2 separate regions of the Rattus norvegicus genome follow, and region 2 is linked to region 1. Evidence: chromatin contacts called from public Hi-C data. All regions are on one chromosome and are shown on one strand. The core of a region is the stretch at or near the end of the contact, and the rest is flanking DNA. Distances in the headings are between cores, read along the strand shown. Region 1 overlaps Bfsp1 (beaded filament structural protein 1). Region 2 has its middle 110 kb from the start of Snord17.

What was found. Hi-C and Micro-C count contacts between places; a contact is called where the count stands out from the background.
Region 2: a Hi-C map of the A7r5 cell line shows a contact between it and region 1, with 2.6 times the contacts expected there. The contact joins two enhancer-like sites. A contact is called at or near these places in 3 of 12 Hi-C or Micro-C datasets (the A7r5 cell line, Schwann cells and mammary epithelial cells).

What each region holds. Positions count from the first base shown.
Region 1 is chr3:151,655,348-151,658,432 of GRCr8, forward strand. The region is part of intron 5 of Bfsp1 (beaded filament structural protein 1); the gene reads right to left. Among named protein-coding and RNA genes, the nearest start is that of Bfsp1, 26 kb to the right of the region's middle. Within about 2 kb of position 1,539, at least 14 of the 93 cell types and tissues checked have an H3K27ac peak or open chromatin away from gene starts, as enhancers often do. A contact at or near this core is called in the A7r5 cell line, where this site is marked.
Region 2 is chr3:151,979,319-151,982,403 of GRCr8, forward strand. No RefSeq gene overlaps it. Among named protein-coding and RNA genes, the nearest start is that of Snord17, 110 kb to the right of the region's middle. Within about 2 kb of position 1,478, at least 11 of the 93 cell types and tissues checked have an H3K27ac peak or open chromatin away from gene starts, as enhancers often do. A contact at or near this core is called in the A7r5 cell line, where this site is marked.

The DNA.
Region 1 (3,085 bases), core at 289-2,788:
GCACAGGGTCTCCACATGGGTAGAGGGCAGAAGTCATCAGGTGAGGCATCTCTATGAATCTCATTGTCCTGTGTGGTTATAGAATGTTAACTTAGAGGAGGCTGGGGCACAGAATACAGAGGATGTAGTGCTCTTTTCAACCTTGTAGAAATCTAAATTTATTTCAAACTACAGTGTCCTTCCTGGTTAGGCCAGTTGCCACAGGTTTTTCTAGTCCTCTAAAATCAGTCCACACCTGTAATGTCAAATGTAAGTCACACCTGCCTCCTACTGGGGTAGCCATGATCTTGCCAGGTGACAGTGCTCACACACACACCAAGAAACGTTTTCAAGAAACAAGGGGGTTGTAAGTCCCTTCCAGAGCTTGAATCTCAGAGCTGCTTCGTGGTGACATCAAGGGAATGGAGCCACATGTCCAGGGGACGGAGACAGAGACTTGAGAGCATTCTCAGACACCTTTTGTATGTGCTGGAAATGTTCCTCAATAAAGGATAGAAGAAAGAGTGAGGTATGACAGAACCTGCGTCCTCTTCGTGTATGGTGTCCTGGTCTATCGGGAAGCTCTCATCTTAGTAATGGATCAACTCACCAAATTCATTACGGCCTCATCAGGGAGGAGCTGCTATTGTTCCCTTTGCTACAGAGGAGACTGGGCCTACAGGAGAAATGACTTTCCCATCAACACCCCAGCAAGGTGCAAACCCACCTGGATAGAGTGCAAGACATTGCCTGAAACTGTGGCCTTCTCATCCTATCCTTCCCCAGGATAGAGGTGAGCAGTGGGCAGTAGGCACACACACACACACACACACACACACACACACACACACACACAGAGAGAGAGAGAGAGAGAGAGACAGAGACAGAGACAGAGACAGAGACACAGAGAGAGACAGAGACAGAAAGAGACAGACACACACACCACACACACACACACACACACACACACACACACACACACCACACATACCACAGTCAGGCACACCAGCTCTCCTCACAGAATGCACAAGGGACTCAATGTGACAACAGGCAGAGGTTTCCTGGGGTGTTTCAGGCTTCTAAACTGTAAGCGGGACAGCCAAGGGCCATCATGAGAACAAAGCTAGAGACTAGGTGTTTATAATTTGTGATCTAAGGGATTGCTTTTCTCTTTGGGTGGTGGGCAGTTTGCTGATTGTTGTTCCTCTGAAGATGTACAGATTTTAAAGGCTATATCCTCAAGAGGCTCACCACCCATGCCATGTGTCCCAGGCACCGGCCAACCTTTAACAGGCAGTTAATACTCCTCGGCATTCCTCGGACTCCTTCCAGCTTCCTCACGGTCCAAGGATGTGGATCTGTTCACGAAACTAAACTTCTGTCTTCACCAACGTGGCTTTTATAACTCAAAACCATAAACTACACATCAGAAAAAAATAAAACAGAAAAACCAACAAGTTTCACTTTCTCAAGCTTGGGTGTGGCTAACATAGACATCTCTGCACTGTGCTGGGAACCACCAGTCATCGCCAGCTCTCACCAGCTAACAGAGAATGAGACACAGAATCAGGCAGATGACTCAACCATTGGCATCGAATGACCAGCCACATCTCAAATGCCTGTCCCTGGCACCGCATAAGGAAGGGGATTTCCAGAAAGAAGTCGTTCATAAAAGGCAGGTACCATAGGAGGAGCCGGGAGAAAGAAAGATTAGCTGGGTTATCTGGAAGGGAGTGTCTAAGGCCCAGGGGAGAGAAGCGGGTAAAGGGCAGGAACCACAGGCAAGCAAGCTCTTTACGCTATGAGCAAGGTGAATGCTGTCTCTGCCTGGAGCATTAGACGGTCCATCTCCTTCTATCCCTTCAGAGAGCAGCACCGGGCAGCAGGAGTCTATGCAGGAGCCGGGCAGCATGCCTGTCTGTGCAGTGAGCTCCAGCCTCAGTCCTACTCAGACCAGATGCTGCTGGGTGTGAGACCTTTACTGAAAAGGAGGAAGAGGCTCTCGGGGATCGGCCCTAGATCACAGGGCATGGCTAAGTGCACCAAGAAGGTCACGATTGTCAGTAACTGTGGACCCAATATGGTGCCTCCCTCTCAGTGGTTCTCAACCTTCCTAATGCTGTGACCCTTCAATACAGCTCCTTGTAGTGTGGTGACCCCAACCATAACATTATTTCTGTTGCTACTTGATAACTATCATTTTGCTACTGTTATAAATCATAATGTAAATATTTCTGGAGATAAATAGCTGTCAAAGGGGTTGCGAACCACAGACTGAGAACTGCTCCCTAGAAAATGGTGAAGATTGAAATCAGGCAGCATACCAAGGACACTTGTGGTGGGACCTGGACGAAGATGTGGTCACAGGCATGTGGCTCGCAGGGCCTGGGCCCAGCACACTTCTGCTGTCACAGTCAAGTCAGCCAGCAGAAACGGAAGGAACTAAAGGCCAATGGGAGCATTACTGTTTGAGACATCTGGCAAAAAAAAAAAGGGAGGGGTGAGTAATTTAGATAAAAATGATGATGGTGGTGGTCGTGGTGATGGTGGTGGTGTTCATATAGCCAGCAAGATGGCTTTGTGGGTAAAGGTTCTTGTGACCAAGCCTGACAGCCTGAGTCTGAGCCCCAGGACTAATACAATAAAACAAAAAGAATAAACTTCCTAGAGTTGTCCTCTGGACACCACACATACCCGCACACACATGCATGCGCACGCACCCATCACAGAGGAGACAGACAGACAGACACAGAGAGACAGAGAGGATAAAGAGGGGGTTTTGCTTTGCTGATGGGATGGTGCCCTGATTGAGCGCTGTTTCTGAATATCACCACTAGATGGTGGTAAAGAACCTTAATGAAAAAGAGGTCAGGGCTCATCCTGCTTGCCAATCAATAAAACCATTTTCAGGTCCCCTCAAGACGCAGATTGCCTGTCATTCCTTCCCCGCCTGGAAGAGGTGAATCCTCAGGGGGCCTGGGCCTCTGTGTTTGGCTAACTTGAAGGAGAAGCCCCAGCTCCAATCTCAGGCTCTGTTCTTAGAGGCATGGATCTAACTCCTGGAGGACCTGTTAAAACAGGCGCTGCCAGGCCACAACTGGTCTGG
Region 2 (3,085 bases), core at 228-2,727, 320 kb after region 1:
TATCACGGCAACCTGGCCACAGGAACAGCCCTGTTCAGCTAGAGGGATTCCAGAGCTGGCCCCTCCCTGCGGTGAGCTAAGGATTTAGGGATGACTACAGGAAGGTGGAGTAGCGGACAGAAGGGACTTTACACACACACACACACACACACACACACACACACACACACACACACACACACACACAGCGGACAGAAGGGACTTTACACACACACACACACACACACACACACACACACACACACACACACACACCTGCCCACACCCCCGAGATGCTCCTGTCTGGTCTCGCTTCCCTCTGCCCAAGCCCTTTCCTCCGTTCTGGCTCCCCACCTCTCGTCCCTCCAAATAAGGAAGCAGAGCTTTGAGACCGCCGGGCGAGGACGCCGGGTCTGGTCCCCGCCCCCAGGCTGAATCCAGCTGCCAGCGAGGCAGCTGCGTGTGTGAGGGGGGTGCGGGGTGGGGGGAAGGGCAGACCCCGCGGCAGGGGTCGCGATCTAACGCTTAGTCTCGGGCTCAGCAAGGGCCCTGGGCGCTTCCGAGGCACCTGCGGGACAACCACGTCAAGGTCGAGGTGAGATCCCGGCTCTCAGGCTGCACCGAACGTTTCGCTCTTCACTCAGCGGGGCTGCAAAGGCGGAAGATGACGTGGCGAATCGAGGAAGCGCCACATCTCGGATCCAGACCTTCCACTCCCAGGAACTGACCCAAAGGAAATAATCCAGTCCAAGAAAGAGAGAATATCCGGGAATAAAGCAACTCGTGGGAAATGGTTTCACGAGCCTCTGCACATCAGTGCTATGGAATGCTCTTTTATTTCGTGCAACGTTTAGGTGATCGCTTGGTATCAGGACCCTGTCAGCATCTGGGGGCACAGAGGGTAGAACCAGATCTCCTTTCCTCCGAGGGTTTACAGGGGAAACAAAGTGGACTTTAGAACCAGGGTGCAGTGGATCTGAGCACCCGTGTGTGTCCTCATTTCTAAAACGCACACACTTCATAGAGAAGCGATGAGGATCCCGGCGGGAAGGTTACACGGAGTATCTGCCACTAGGTAAAAAAAAAAAAAAAAAAAAAAAGGTCTAAACACCTACCAGCAATCCTGAGGTGCCATGATAAAAGAATGAATGAGTGACTAAGTATACATAGAACTGTGAATGCTGTAGCTGAAGCTGCGTATGCTTGAAAACATGGGGTGGGGGTAATTATGCCTGGGTGGGGGTGGCACCAAGGAAGCCCCGAGGTAACTCAAGCTGGGTCTTGAAGGATGTGTAGAAGTTTTCTGGGTAGACAAGAAATGAAAAGGTGTTGCGGGTAAAGCAAGCCTAGGGCCTAGAGGGAGGGACGAAAGAGCAGGGAGATTCCAAAAGCTACTTCTAAGTTTCTTGTTGGGAAGGAACACATTTCCAGCTGCACATTTTTTGTTCTGCCTCAGCTGCACAAGCGCCAGACCAGGCCCTCACCGCTTGAGGGTGATTCTCCTCCCCTAGGACTTGGCTCCGCCCATCAAAGAAATGCCTCTAGGCTCCTCTGTGTATCAGGGAGAGGTTCCCATTCTGTGATCTCAATTCCTGGATGCCCCAAGGCATGGAGGGGAATGTGCTGGGTTGTTTTCTTCCTTTTCCCATGATTCTTGGCAGCTGTGCAAACCTACCTCAGAGCTCTTTGAATAGAGAGTTTGGGAAGAAGAGGGACCCAAATCCAAGTGAAAGACCCCTGTGTTCTTGAAAGAAGGGGTGTGGTGGCAATATAATCACAACAGTCAATAAACGTGATTGCATATCAAGCATTGAACATAAACCATCTCCATTAATTAACTGTCCTTATCCCCTATTTATAGATGTTACAATCAGGTCTGTTTGTTTGGTTTTGTTTTGTTGTTATTGTTGTTGTTTTTCTTTTTTCTTTCTTTGTGTGTGCGTGGGGGGGGGGGTGTGCGCGCGCACTATAATAGAAGCCAGGGCCTTGTACATTCTAGGCAGATGCTCTAACACTGATCTATAACAACCCCAAATATGGTTCACGGTCACCCGGATAGTTTAGATTAAGATGAGCTGCCTCTCTTGCTCCAGAGACCACCACCTTACTCCTGGGCCGTGCTATCACAAAACAGAAAAGAGACTATTGGGGTGAAAGGAAGAAGGCAAGGTTTATGAAATTCTTGATTTAACTGGTAAAACCGTCACAAGCTCGTAAGGGGCCATAGTTGCAAATCATGGTGCTGTGAGAAGTCACGTAAGCCCCCGCCCGAGGCAGCCTTGCTTGTCAGTTTCTATATTGCATAGGGCTTTAGCACAAAACCACAACCGCCCCTTGCAAAGAACTTAGTGAGGGGGAACTGGTTGTTGAGCTTTGAACTGTTGAGAAGCTGAAGTGCGAATGTGATATCTGGAGGTCACTGTTAGCACAGCCATGCCTGGACAGGAGAGGACAACGGAAGGTAGGTGTACCTGAGTCAATGATCTGAAGTCACCAGCAAGAACCAGAGCCACAGCTCTCCACTCATGACCAACCCTACCTGGCAGCCAAAGCCATGGGAGCCCTCTGCAATACAGAACAGAAAGCAGAAAGTGGCAGTGGAGGGGGGGGGATGTGGCCAAGGCACAAAAGTAGACAGAAAAAGGACAGCCACCAATCGCACCCAGACAACGGCCCTTGAAAATGGTTGGTTTTATCCCGTTTTGGAGACAAGGACACGGGTGCTTAGACTGGATGGTGGGGTCAGCAAAGCGAAGCAAGTCTCAGGTGTAGACCCAGCTCTACATGTCTGTCTCCACAGTTCGGGCGAGACTAAAAGGACTCGAGAACACCAGGAAAAAGGAGAAAAGAGGGGCTGGAGAGATGGCTCAGCGGTTAAGAGCACCCGACTGCTCTTCCAGAGGTCATGAGTTCAATTCCCAGCAACCACATGGTGGCTCACAACCATCTGTAAAGAGATCTGATGCCCTCTTCTGGTACATCTGAAGACAGCTACAGTGTACTTATATATAATAAATAAATAAATCTTTAAAAAAAAAAAAAAGGAGAAAAGAAATCCTTGAAATTCTGAAGTCTTGATCACGGGGTCAAGGAGGATCAGGGCCTG